3 separate regions of the Mus musculus genome follow, and regions 1 and 3 are each linked to region 2. The links are chromatin contacts, called in public HiChIP or PLAC-seq maps. All regions are on one chromosome and are shown on one strand. The core of a region is the stretch at or near the end of the contact, and the rest is flanking DNA. Distances in the headings are between cores, read along the strand shown. Region 1 overlaps Atp2b3 (ATPase, Ca++ transporting, plasma membrane 3). Region 2 holds the start of Slc6a8 (solute carrier family 6 (neurotransmitter transporter, creatine), member 8). Region 3 overlaps Abcd1 (ATP-binding cassette, sub-family D (ALD), member 1).

Region 1 (4,422 bases), core at 1,208-3,707, 99 kb after region 2:
AGGCCTCTAACGTTCCCTCTGGGAGTGCTCACAGTGGTGGACCTAACAGAAGCCCCCTAGGTCCTCTTGCCACCAATCCTGAGACACAGTTGACATGCTTTGGGAGGTACAGGCCACCCTTCCAAGCAAGCCAGGAAATGGGATGGAGGAGTGTGCAGCCACCTTTTTCAGCTGTCCTGTACCTCTGTCCTTTCCAGGTTAGTCCTCAGCTCCTCACAGGCTGTTCTACATCTTGTGCTTTCTTATCTTTTCTGTCTTAGCCTTTAACCTGAATGACTGGTTGCTATAAACTGTACACATGGATCTACCTCTGAGTGCCACTGTTATAAGAGTGCCCCTTTTCCACTTTACCTATCCAGTGTGGCTGAGACTCCTGAAGGACACCTGTGGCAGGCCTAGGGCCTAGGGTATGAGCTCTGAGCATAGAGTGAGGGGCTGAAATCCAGGCTGTCTTTCTGTAGTCTGCTGTTTTCAAGTTCCTTGCCAGACCTGTTTTTAGCATTGACTACCCTCCCCCCTCCCCCCTCCCCCTCCCTCTCCCCCTCTCCTTCTTCCTCCTCCCCTTCCTCCTCCTCCCCCTCCCCTTCCCCCACACTGCACTAACTGTGCTTAAACAGACTTTCAGGACAGATGTTCTGCTCTTGGTTTATCTTCCCCGACAGGCCTTTGAGTCCCCGTCCTAGGCTTCAGCCACCCCACATTTTTACTTGTTTCCTGTTGTGCTCTATCGTTGAGCTACCCCTCAGCCCTGTACCCATCTTGATGCTTTGAGGTCATCTGTTCTACAAAAGGTGTTTTCTCAGCTCTCAGAAGGCAGAACCCTTCCCTTGGAATAGCAGTGGTGGATGGGTGAGGCTGTTTAACCTTAAAGAGGGCTCTTCTTCACTCTGCCTTCTCAGGGCCTTTTCAGAGCACAGCATGGGATAGTTGATACAGCTCTGCAGGGGTTGGAACAGGCATCCCTCCCATTGAGAGTGCCCCATACAGTGCACAGCACCTAGAAACCTGGTATTTCCTTCCCCACTGGTTATCAGCAGTTTCCCTCTCCTTGGGACTCAGTTTCTACTTTGTAAATTGAGCTGGTTGTACCAGATAACCTGACTGTGACTGCTATTTTAGAATCCTCCCATGTGCTGTGTGCCTGTCAAATTGCCCAGAAGTCTTGCTGGCCTGACTTGGTGTTATTTGTGTGCTGACCTCTGGTCCTGTCAGCTCACTGGTTGTCATTTGGCCCATGGCACAGTGAGCAAAAGGCCTCATTTCTAGGCCTTATGAAATTAAAGACATTGTTATAATCTGGGTCTTTTGGATTTTTTCTTCCTGTTGCCAAGGCTTTTGTAAACAGACTAGTGGAGATTAAAAAATGACAGTCTTCCATCTCCTTTATTCAGGTTTAAAAGGTCAGCAATGACAGACTGAGATAAGATATTCTAGAACCCAAAGCTTCCAGGATCTTGTGGTGCAGAACATATCTTACAGCTTAGTGATAAGTAGCCTAGTCTTACTTAGCCCATGAACCCAATGGAACGAGGAGGAGGACAACCAGGTCCGGAGAATTGCCTGGCCCCTTTCTTCCTAGCTATGGTGCATTGAGTTGTGTTTCTCAACTCATGTCCTTGCCCTGAAATCAAGCTAAGTGAGGCCACTATGGTGGGCTCTGATCCACAAACCACTGTCCTTGTAAGAGAAGAGACATAGGCAGATGAAGGGGCGAGATGAAGACAGGCAGAAGTAGAGTAAAGGGTCTACCAATCCAGTAACACCTAGATGTTACCAGAAAACAAAAGAAAGGTCTGGAACACATTCTCCTCACGGGCCCTCAGAGGACGCTTGACCTCACTAATGCCTTGGTTTTGGACTTTGAGCCTCTAGAACTGTAAGAGGATACATTTCTCTTGTTTTTTTTTTTTTTTCCGGCCCCAGTATGAAGTCTTTCAAAACTGCTCCAAGACATACAGACCTTCCTCCCATTCCCTAGGCTCTGCTGCTGTAGTGTGTTCATGCTCATGCTCCCAGCCATTTGACTAAGGACACATTCATGCTTTATGGGCAACATCGCATCTTATCTCTTCATGTGGAGCCAGTTGTGTTGATATCGAATTTGTCTTGTCTAGACTTCCTTAGTCTTATGACTCAAGCTGTGCTGCTTCCCTTTTTGCTGTTGAAGCAGAGACTTAAGGGATCTTTGGAACCATGGTTCTTCTTTTTGACTCTTGCCCTGGAAAATTGTCTTCTGGTACTAATAAATATAAAAGGACACTGTGTGTATCTGAGAAATGGAAATACCATGAAGATGGCCTCCTGAGAGATGGCTCAGTGGTTGCTAGAACTTGCTGCTCCTTCAGGGACCCTGAGTGAGGTTTCCAATAGCTAGTAACTCCAGCTCCAGGGGATCTGGTGCCCTCTTCTGATCTTCACAGGCACTGCACATGCATGCCCATACACATAGCCACATCAAGAGAAATACATTTTAAAGAAAATAGAAATATGGTGAGAAGGTCAGGAGGATGTGTAGAGTGCTGTAACCATGGTGGTCATTTGTAAGGCCCAGCCACAGAACTATTTATGTAGCTATTCCTGGCCCAAAGAGGGTGCTACAGAACCTGGATGTCTATGCGTAGCCATTCAAGGGGATCTGAAGAAGGAAGGACAGAGGAACTAAGAGTAAGTGAGGATGAAATGCTGGGCTTTGTTTCTGTGGCTTTAGGACAAAGAGGAAGTCAATGATTAGAAATCGGGCACTTTGGTGATGAGGATGTAAATGCACGCGCGTGCACACACACACATACATGCAGAGAGAGAGAGAGAGAGAGAGAGAGAGAGAGAGAGAGAGAGAGAGAGAGAGCATATGAACATGCCCAATACAACAAGTTCTAGCAACCTTGTGGCTGGGTATATATCATTTCCTGAAGAAAACCACTCTCAAAGAGCAGTTTGTGTACCCAGGTTCACAGTAGCATTAGTCATAATGTCTAAAATGTGGGAGCAACGCACGCATTTGTGATTATGTGGCTAAACACAGCATGTCTGTGAAAGCAATGGAATATTATCCAGCCTTAAAAAGGAACTGAAGGTTGACACCTGCTAGAGCATGGATGACCTTTCAGGATATGATGCTCAGTGAAATGAGCCAGTGATAAAAGGACAAATACGTCTCTCATCCTACTTCTAGGAGAGACCTTATTTGATAATGTTGCAGCCAGATTTGCCAACAGACAATAGAATAGGGGATTGGGGAAGAGAAATGGGAAGTTGGTGATAAATGGCATGGAGTTTAAGTTAGAAAAGCTGAAAAAGTTCTGAAGACAGAATTGTCACAATGCTCCCACTGATCCATACAAGGACAGTGGCCTGAATATTTTCAGCAGGCTTTACGTGGTTGAACCAATCACTGGGAGGCAGCACAGGTGTAGCATCTCTTGCCCACAGGGTCAGTGCCCTTTCTTGCTATAGAATTCATCAGGATAGCAGGCACAGGGGAGGCCATGCCAGTGCCTTCTTCTGCTATGGCTCAATGGCATGCAGACACCTTTGTTTGGTTCCACATGGGAAATTACCAAATAATAAATTACACATGTGACTCAGACCCATTCATTTTTTTATACACAAAATTTTTGATCTATTCTTTAAATTAGGAAATTCAACTACAGATTTTAATTTATTATGCATCTGTGGTCTTCCTCATTAAGATATTTTGTTCATTTTTAACAGGCAGATAAAAATGTAAAACATATTTATGAACTGAACACAGTTGACCAAGCCATTCCATATAGTATAATGCTTTATAAAGAGAAGCTTCCGATGAGACAGGTCTCTCGGCCTGAAGACTGTACAAGAATCAGAACAGATGATGCGGGTTCCCAGGGCCTTTTCTGAACCCCATAGCTCAGCATAAAGGCAGCCTGGATATCACACAATTGACACTGACATCAGGCAACTTTACACAGCATCATCAGGGGTTGGCTTTTTAATACATAGTGGCCATTTGCTCTATGTGTATGTCTACAACAGAGGATGACAAGAAGCCCATGAGCATAGCTGGACACAGCTGACCTGCTTCAGTCACAATACTCCACATTTTGATTACTTATTGAAGAACACAAAGACCCTCAGCAAACCAAGTTGCCCTTTTGCTGTGGTGGTTTAAACAAGGACATCAGGGAACAATTTACAAATGGGAAACATTCTCAATATGCCCTTTAGAAAAAAGGGATGGCTTTATGTGATCTGTAGCTGGCATTTTAAAGTGGAGTTTTCTGGTAACCAAAATTCTTTTTCCCGAGATGTGACTACTCCTGCTTAGGGGTGACATGGCATTGGTGTGACCAGTGGGAACATAGCAAGTTTCCATTTGACTTTCTGTGGATGCCAGAAAGCTGAGACAAACTTTTAGTGGTGTGTGTGAGTGGGGGGGGGGGGAGT
Region 2 (3,855 bases), core at 933-3,432:
TCACTGAGTTCTGAGCCTATAGACACCTAGGGTGACATAGCAGGTATTGAAAACACACAGACTTATGCATACAGGCCATCTCTTGTGCCACACTTCTTTTTGGCAGGCAGCAGAACAGGAAAGAATGGCCAAGGTTTGTTCATATGTGCCAGGCTGGGTGCTCAGGCTTGGGGGCTTGTCAAACGGCAGTGAGCCCAACTACCCTGTACTTTGTAATCATGAGAGTCCCAGGAGGAAGCTGGGTAGGTGGCAATTCTCTGCTTATGGGGGTATTGGTGTAGGACAAAGAGAGACAAATCAAGGAAAGGGGCTGAGGCAGTATTCCAGCAATTATGTGGAGTGGTAGGAAGAGGGGAGAGCTGAGCAGCTGCAGCTCTGACCTATTCCTCTTTACTGCTCTCTAGGACCCTATCTGCACAGGATCAGCTTTCTCTGCTACTCAGTGACAGAGTTAATTGCAGTTTACTGGGCTCCTGCTCCCAGCATCCTTCTGTGTGTGACCTTGGACAGAGGCCTCCACTCTGGGACTCAGTTTCTCACCCATCACCCAGCTGCTTCAGTTCTCCAGAAATCCAGTGCTGCTTTGTAGTCCCAGGACAGACAAGCACCCACTACTGTTGCTAAGCTGGGCTTAGGCAACTGAGCATGGGATGTGCATGAAGCCTGTCTAGTGGCGGCGCCAGGCGGGCCAGGCCGCAGACATCCCAAGCCTGGCTCAAGCACCCAGTGTTCCAAGCCTGGGCCAGAGGGGAGGGGAGAGGAGAAAAGGGAGAAGAGGGAGGGTAGAGGAGAGTGTGGGGGAGGGACAGAGTGGCCCATTGTGTGTGTGTACGTATTCCTATGTGTACACGTGGGGGGGTCCACACAATGTGTCACTTGTGTGCCTGACCCATGAGGGCAACTAGGGCTCCTCACCTCCTAGAGCCCCCTCCATTGGGGGGCAGGGCTTCCCTTCCCACCTCAGTGGCCAATCACTCCCAGTTTGGACTGGAAGTCTGAGAGGCAGCCCCTCAGTTCATCTGGAAGCTACCCTTGATTGCCTCTCTTCCACACTGCCAGGCACATGACCGGTGAGGGGGGTGGAGGCCGCTGTGCTGGGTCACAGAACGCTTGGTTGGTGAGGGGGCACCATGGCCTCCACCCGCTTTGGGCGGGCCTCCCTACCCTCTGGACTTTGCCCCACTGCTCTGGTGGGCCTGTGGCAGGCTGGGGTTGGAATTGGTCCCTGATGAAAAGCCAGGATGCTCAGGGGCAAGGCACTCACCTCCGCCGTTCTTGTAGCACAGGTAGGGGAAGCGCCACACGTTACCGAGGCCCACGGCGAAGCCCACGCACGACATGATGAAGTCCATCTGGCGTGTCCAAGTCTCTCGCGGTGGCACTGCAAGGCGGCCGCCAGGCGCCCCCAGGCCCGCAGGGCCATCGCCCTTGGCTGGGGCACCGTCGGGCCCGGACACGATGAGAGGACCCTTCTTCTCGTCACCAGACACGCTATAGATACCGTTTTCAGCGCTCTTTTTCGCCATGGCCCCAGCGGGGCCGTGAGGCCGGGCCGGGGGTCGCGGCGCCTCGAGGGTGGCGGGCGGGCGAGGGGGCTCCGGTGGCACCTGGAGAGAGGGCCCCGAAAGCGCGGGCCCGCCCGGGGGCCTCGGGGGCGGCCGGGCCGGGGGACGGGGCGACGGGTGGGCGGGAGGGGTGCGGGACGGCGGGGGCGGCGCAGTCAGAAGCAGTCCACGAAGCACTTGAAAGTGAGCCTGAAGAATCTCATGTGTGTCGGGGGCCCGGGAGCGCGCGGGCGGCGGTGGAGCCTGGCCGGGCGGCGGCGGCTCCCGAGACTCCTGCCCGCGGCTCGGGCGGCGGTGGCGGCTGCAGCGAGGACTGCTCGCCCTGCCGGAGGCTCACCCTAGCGCGTCGCGGGTGGCATCGGAAGCCCACTGTCTGCAAGCGGCGGCCGGAGCAAGGGGCCTGAGGCCCGCGGCCCCGGCCCAGCCCCAAGTGGCTGTCCTGTTCGCTTGCGGCTCTCCTGGCGCTGGCGGCTCCGGTGGTCCCGGGTACGACTAGCCCCCTCCTTCCCGGCGGCGGCGGCTACAGCCGCTCTCCGGGCCGCGGCGGACTCAAAGACTCGCCTTGGCACTCCAACTGTCCCTCTCTTTCCCGACGCGACCCGCTGCTGCTTAAGAACCAACTCCCGGTGATGTCACTGTCGCCCCACCCCCACGACCCGACCGCTCCCCCCCTCCCCCTCCATCCCGCCCTCCCTGTCACTCCGCCTACCTCCTCCTCTAGAGGAGACGCTGCTCCAGTTGGGAGCAGGATGGCTGCTACCTGGGGCGCTGGCCAGCACTTTCTTTTCGTGGGCCGAACCTCCATTCGTTCCAGGATCACCTGGCTCAGGTCGGGTCAAAGTCCCCTCAGGTTTTTCTGAACCACCAGGAAAACGGAGTCTCTAGTTGACCTCCAGACATCCTTAGTCCTTCTCCCTTCTCTCCACTCTTTCTAGCCTGGAATCTCGTTTCCCGGTGGACCATCCTTCACCAAGGTTGTCCTGCCTGCCTAATGTTTCCTCTTCACTTCCCAATTAGGACCTAGGGAGAGTTGGATATCCAGGTGCAAAGTTTCTTGGTCCCTGCACCAAAGTAAGTGCCCTGTGCGATTGCCTTCTGAAGGACTGTCCCTGCGCTGGCCTGGAGTGTGTGTGTGTGTGTGGGGGGGGGGGGGGAATCGTCCTCCAAGAGTTCTGTGGAACTTTGCCAGAAGTACTGAGCTGTCTCAAGACATTTAGGCCTCCTCAAAGATACAGCCTGGAGGCTGAGGATCATGGTATCAGCTTTGTGTGTGATCAATTTCTGTTTGTCTCCAGAGTGGGCAAAGGGTAGCTTGCTTGGTCGAAGATCAGAGTTACAATTTGTCACCAAGGTACAGAAGGGGACTCCATGATAACTCACCTTTTGTCCACCTTTTGCCTGATGTGGGGGTGGGTAGGGCTTGTGATCTATAGATACTGGGGTAAGAATAGGGTGAGGCTGCCCCCTGGTGCCTGGTAGATGTACAGACCCTCCCTCTAAGCTCAGTAACCTGCCTGCTCAGGGACTTCTAGGCCTCTTCATCAGCAGAGCAGCTTCTTGGGAATTTTCCAAGGCCAACACTAGCCTGGGGTGGACTAGAAAGGTGAGGCGTGCCCATTTCAATCCCAAATTCCTTGATCTGATCAGACACCAAAGTCCCCAGATGGCTCATCCCATCAAGCTAAGCCCGCAGCCATCCGGCAGCTTTAGAAAGAAAAGCAGTTCCAGCCAGAGCCAGATTGAGCCTGATAGGTGAGGGAAGGAGGGGCAGCATCTCCACCCAGGCTATCAGGAAGATCTCTCTCTCTCTCTCTCTCTCTCTCTCTCTCTCTCTCTCTCTCTCTCGTGTGTGTGTGTGTGTGTGTGTATGTGTGTGTGTGTGTGTGTGTGTGTATTTGCTTGCTCATCACAAAACCCTAACTTGAGCCATGTTTGTTCCAGCATGGAACCAAAGTCCTCCTGGAGAAACAAAGGCCATAGAAGAGTTACTCATAGTTACTCATAGCACATATATCCTGGAAGATCTGGAGCCATCCAAGGAACAAGGAGAGGGGTCATTTAAGAGAAGAAAAAAGAGGATCCCAAGGAATGAGCACAAAGGACTCCATTGCAGTATAAAGATCTGCAAAGGAAAAGGAGCTGCTACAACAGTTATCTGGATGAGGTTGGGCAGAGTCCAGTCAATAGCAGGAAAATCAGGCTGTAGAAGTGGGAACTGGATATGGGTTCTATTGGGAATTTAAGATCCTGCTTGTCAGTGCCAGGAGTGGTGGCGCACGCATTTAAGCCC
Region 3 (4,347 bases), core at 1,660-4,159, 65 kb before region 2:
CCTGTATCATCTATGAATTTACTCTGTTTTTTTTTTTCTTTTTGGATTTTTGAGAAAGGGTCTAAGTTTTTGGCTCTAGTTCTCTTGGAATACAGTGGATAGCCCAAGCTGGCCTCAAACTTGTGCCAATCCTCCTGCTTCAACAACTCAAGTGCTGGGATTATAGGCCTGAGCCACCATGCCTGGCTAATTTATTATCCTACTGATCCATCACTTATTTGTCTATCTTAATAGCAATCTATGGATGTCTATCCATCTATATCCACCTACTAACTACTTGTTTTGTAGTGAAATTCCTTGTAGAGACACAAGTCTCTTTGAAGTACATGGTTTAGTGGTGTTTTGTAAATTTGCAATGTTGCACAACTATTACCTCTGTTATTCCAAAACATGTTCATCACTTCTCCCCCCACAGAACCCTTGTATTCATTAAACAATCTCTCCCCATAGCCATTCTCCCCACCCCCTCCAGCCCTGGTAACTGTTAATTTGCTTTATGTTGTTATGGATTTGTCTGTTCTGGATATTTTATTTAAATGCAATCATATAATACTTGGACCTGTGTGCTTGGCTTCTTTGTGTCAGCATGTCTTTAATGTTCTTGAATATTATAGCATGTGTTGCTGTTTCACAACCTTTTATGGTCAAATAATGTTCTATTGTATAAATATATATGTTTGTCTATCTGTTTCTGGGTACTCAGGCTTCTGTAAATATTGTATAGAATCTACACAGTAAACATCTACATAGGTTTCTGACTTGATTTTTTTGGTATGTCTTGAGGGTGGAAATACGGGCAGTGTGGGAACTCAGCTTAGCTTTATAAGAACATCCCCTCGCCGGGCATGGTGGCGCACGCCTTTTATCCCAGCACTTGGGAGGCAGAGGCAGAGGCAGAGGCAGGCAGATTTCTGAGTTCAAGGCCAGCCTGGTCTACAGAGTGAGTTCCAGGACAGCCAGGGCTATACAGAGAAACCCTGTCTTGAAAAACAAAAAACAAAAAAACAAAAACATCCCCTCTATTCCTAGCAGCAGTTGTCTGGCCTGTCTCCACCAAGTGTCCACACACAACTCCATGGCCTGCTTTAAGGTCAAAACCACTCCGGACTTGACCAGCGAAGAGTTTCGGTTCAATTTCTTTTAGAGTCTCCTACATGCTGGACCGCTCATCCCCCTCCAGGGCGGGGTAAGGATGTGTCCTGATTGCAGGGCCTTCCCAGGAATTCTCTCAGCAGAAGTGGGGTTGGTTTGTCCTTCATTGCAGCATGAACCTGAAGCGGCTGGCCTATGTGAGGCTGCTATGTGGATGTGGAAACCTTTGAAGGAAATATTCTTCCTGTCAGAAGAGAGGTGCGAAGTAGCTGCTGGTGATAAGGAACTGTGGGGAAGTTGTGGACACAGTGGGCTCACTTTTGAAAAGATGCTCAGGCCATTTTCTAGTGCTTTGTATATTGTTATATTGCCTTAATAAATCTTTTCTAAGGAAAAAAAAATCCATTGCAGAACCCAAGGCTATTCTCATTTTACCTACTCAGTGAATGAAAAGGTCAGTTTAGGGCTGGCGAGATGGCTCAGTGGTTAAGAGCACCAACTGCTCTTCCGAAGGTCCCAAGTTCAAATCCTAGCAACCACATGGTGGCTCACAACCATCCGTAACGAAATCTGATGCCCTCTTCTGGAGTATCTGAGGATAGCTACAGTGTACTTACATATAATAAATAAATGTTTAAAAAAAAAAAAAGAAAAGGTCAGTTTAGGAACTTTGGGAAGGTCATGAAAAACTTGCCCCTCCGGAAGGGAGAGGCTAATTAACATTTCTCACACAACAGTACAGGAACTGACCTGTGGGTGGGGACACATTCCACAGGAATTTTGCCCACCTTCAAACAATGGAAGTCCTTGTCACTTCATTCCCTAAAGACCAATCCGTTTAAAGGGTGCACTGTTCCACCAATCATATTGTGCCTAGTTGCTGATGCTCTATTCTGCCCCTGGAAACCTTATAAAACCGTGTGCTGGGGGTTGCCACCTCTCCTTAGAGTCTTTGATGCTTTTTGCATCCCAGCTCCACGTGGTTCACTCAGGGGATCCTCAGACTTAACGTGACCTTTTGCCTCAGTCTAGGCCTTTCCTTCCCCCTGTACTGGATATCTTTCTCTGGACATACCCCTGGGCCTTTGGATACGTTTTTCCTTCTTCCTAGAAGGTTCAGAAGCGCCAGTGCAACTCAATCCAGGAATCACTTCTTTCCTGTGGCTCTTTCAGTGCTCAATTTACCTCCTTGGCATCTCACAGGGTTTCTATAGCATTGCTTTCTGCACTCCCCTTCAGACACTTGGCAGGCTATCTTTGGCCTCAAGTACGATTTTACAGCAATGATTGTCATCTCCCTAGGGTACAAAAGGCATAACCAGAGAACACTAACTTTTTCGAGTACCATGGGGTTAGCAACTGACTAGGTTCTTACTTGGGCCCATGTTTGGGGGCAGGTCTCCTTTTCTCCCAACAACATTGTGACCTCTCCTCAGAACTTTTGTTGTTGTTGTTGCCTGTCTTTTTGAGAGAGATAGGGTCTCACTTTGCAGCCCTGGCTTTTTAAAAACTCACTACATAGATTGGGCTAGCCTTGAACTCACAGAGATCCACCTGCCTCTGCTTCCAGAGTGCTGAGATTAAAGGCACAATTATGCCTGGCTTACTCCCCAGAACTTATACCAGACACCAAGTTCAGGAGGCAGGATTGTACTTTCCAGAGGTTTTTACTGAGAGGACTGAGGGGGGTACCCCAGCTGGAGGGCTGAAGGCCCAGGAAAGGCACACAATGGCAGTAGGGTGTGTGTGTGGGGGCGTCTCCCTCTTGGTGAGGGCTGGTTTAGCAGACACAGCACCTCCTGTGACCCCTCTTTGGCACTGAGCTGGGAACATGGTGCCCTCACTTCTGCCTAGCTGGCAGAGGGCACCCCCAGTGGCAACTGGCAGTATAGGCTGGTGAAGGGCCAGGTTTGGCACCAGAGACTGGGTAGATTGAAGGGACCACCCAGTCACCTCCTGTGCTGGCAGGGTACTCATGTTGGCAATTTAGACAACTATAAACTGGGAGTCCAATAAATTAGGTTGTAGAGGTGGAGGAGTGGGAGGGCCAGGGCTATATTCTCTTCATGGCTCAGGAGGAACTCTGTCCTTCTTGGGTAACCATGGGGAAGGGCACACTTTGGGCCCTGTCTAATCCTGGGCCCCATTAGGCTGTTTTCATGGCAGGGGGTATCCTGTGGGACAGGGGCATTGGCTGGTCACACAAGGGGATGGCAACAAAGGGATGGATCAAAACAATGACAAGGATTTGGGTTTCGGCAGGGATGTAACCCACAACTACCAGGGTTGCCACACATTCTGGCTGCTGGCAGTAAGGGAGGCAGCTCCTGCTTACTTCCTATGGCTCAGCCATACTGGTATAGAGTCAGGACTGGGGACTTCCAAACCCTCCATCCCTCCCCAGGGAAAAGTAAAAGACACACTGCCCTGAACAGGGCAGAGTTCCTGGAGCAGAACCCAGAGTGAAGGTGGAATGCAGTGTGTCCCCATTCATATCTACCTGTCCCAGAGTGGGGTCTTCAGGGAATGCAGGTAATTGGCTAGGAGGCTTGGGAGGGGTAAGGCATGCAGGGCAATGGGGGAGGGGAGGAGCTTCCTTCATGTGATCCGAGAGCCTGGAGAAGGGTGGGAGCTGGGGATAAGGTCCCCAGTCAAGTGGGGACTCCTGGGACCAGGGGTTGAACTGGAGCTGCAGCTTCGCCAAGGATCTGGCGGAGCTCCTGAAGGCGCCCCTGCATCTTGGGGATGCCCGCCAGTTGCTGCTCCAGGCGCTGCTTCTCTTCAGTCAGGCTCAGGCGGGCAGCAGAATCCAGCTTCTCAAACTTCCAGCCTCCTTCCCCATCAAACTGCAGCAAGTGTGTGTGGTACTTCCTGAACAGGAGAGGGTAGAAAGCTGTCATAGCTGCTTTCTCACTTCAGGTGGCAGCCTCACCCACAATTCCAAGAGCACCTACCATAGGGAGGGTCGATGGGTGATGGAGAGCAGTGCGATACCAGCATCTTTGGCTGCTTGGAAGATCTTGCCTTCCACATCAATGCTCACGGCACTAGTGCACTCATCCAGGAGGGCGTACTTGGGCCTTAGGGTGGGGGTGGGTAAAGGGGAAAGCTGTGAATTACCTATCACTGTCCAACTTTCAGCTCCTGGCTAAACACTTGTGACCCACAGCCCTGCTGCACTGGGGGAGAGCTGGGAGAGAGGTGAAACTCCTTCAGGTAGCTCCCTATTGGGAGAACTCATTTTTTCCTCTCTTG

The links. HiChIP or PLAC-seq counts read pairs in DNA pulled down with a chosen protein or histone mark.
Region 1: an H3K4me3 HiChIP or PLAC-seq map of bone marrow-derived macrophages shows a contact between it and region 2, with 4 times the contacts expected there. The contact joins the enhancer-like site here to the promoter of Slc6a8 in region 2. A contact is called at or near these places in 15 of 39 promoter capture datasets (3T3-L1-derived adipocytes, the C10 cell line, the HPC-7 cell line and 10 more), 1 of 15 datasets of contacts at CTCF or cohesin (large pre-B cells), 8 of 484 Hi-C or Micro-C datasets (CD8 T cells, the G1E-ER4 cell line, the HL-1 cell line and 5 more), 6 of 115 datasets of contacts at active chromatin or transcription factors (bone marrow-derived macrophages, embryonic stem cells, kidney and 1 more) and 3 of 9 other capture datasets (adipose tissue, liver and macrophages).
Region 3: a contact with region 2 is called in an H3K27ac HiChIP or PLAC-seq map of embryonic stem cells, with 12 read pairs. The contact joins the enhancer-like site here to the promoter of Slc6a8 in region 2. A contact is called at or near these places in 10 of 39 promoter capture datasets (the 3T3-L1 cell line, 3T3-L1-derived adipocytes, embryonic stem cells and 5 more), 4 of 15 datasets of contacts at CTCF or cohesin (CD8 T cells, embryonic stem cells, large pre-B cells and 1 more), 17 of 484 Hi-C or Micro-C datasets (the Ba/F3 cell line, CD4 T cells, the G1E-ER4 cell line and 4 more), 4 of 115 datasets of contacts at active chromatin or transcription factors (all in embryonic stem cells) and 3 of 9 other capture datasets (adipose tissue, liver and pancreatic islet).

The regions. Positions count from the first base shown.
Region 1 is chrX:73,572,431-73,576,852 of GRCm38.p6, reverse strand. Atp2b3 (ATPase, Ca++ transporting, plasma membrane 3) reads right to left here. Exons shown (of 21, transcript NM_177236.4): 21 at 3,583-4,422. Among named protein-coding and RNA genes, the nearest start is that of Gm52443, 8.1 kb to the left of the region's middle. Within about 2 kb of position 2,457, at least 17 of the 459 cell types and tissues checked have an H3K27ac peak or open chromatin away from gene starts, as enhancers often do. A contact at or near this core is called in the G1E-ER4 cell line, adipose tissue and bone marrow-derived macrophages, where this site is marked.
Region 2 is chrX:73,671,460-73,675,314 of GRCm38.p6, reverse strand. It overlaps Slc6a8 (solute carrier family 6 (neurotransmitter transporter, creatine), member 8), which reads right to left and starts at 2,182. Exons shown (of 13, transcript NM_001142809.1): 1 at 1,265-2,182. The coding sequence starts at 1,526. Gm32261 (predicted gene, 32261) reads left to right here and starts at 1,013. Exons shown (of 3, transcript NR_166888.1): 1 at 1,013-1,286; 2 at 2,501-2,636; 3 at 3,507-3,855.
Region 3 is chrX:73,736,928-73,741,274 of GRCm38.p6, reverse strand. Abcd1 (ATP-binding cassette, sub-family D (ALD), member 1) reads right to left here. Exons shown (of 10, transcript NM_007435.2): 9 at 4,047-4,172; 10 at 2,741-3,963. The coding sequence ends at 3,744. Among named protein-coding and RNA genes, the nearest start is that of Plxnb3, 18 kb to the left of the region's middle. Within about 2 kb of position 2,909, at least 10 of the 459 cell types and tissues checked have an H3K27ac peak or open chromatin away from gene starts, as enhancers often do. A contact at or near this core is called in embryonic stem cells and trophoblast stem cells, where this site is marked.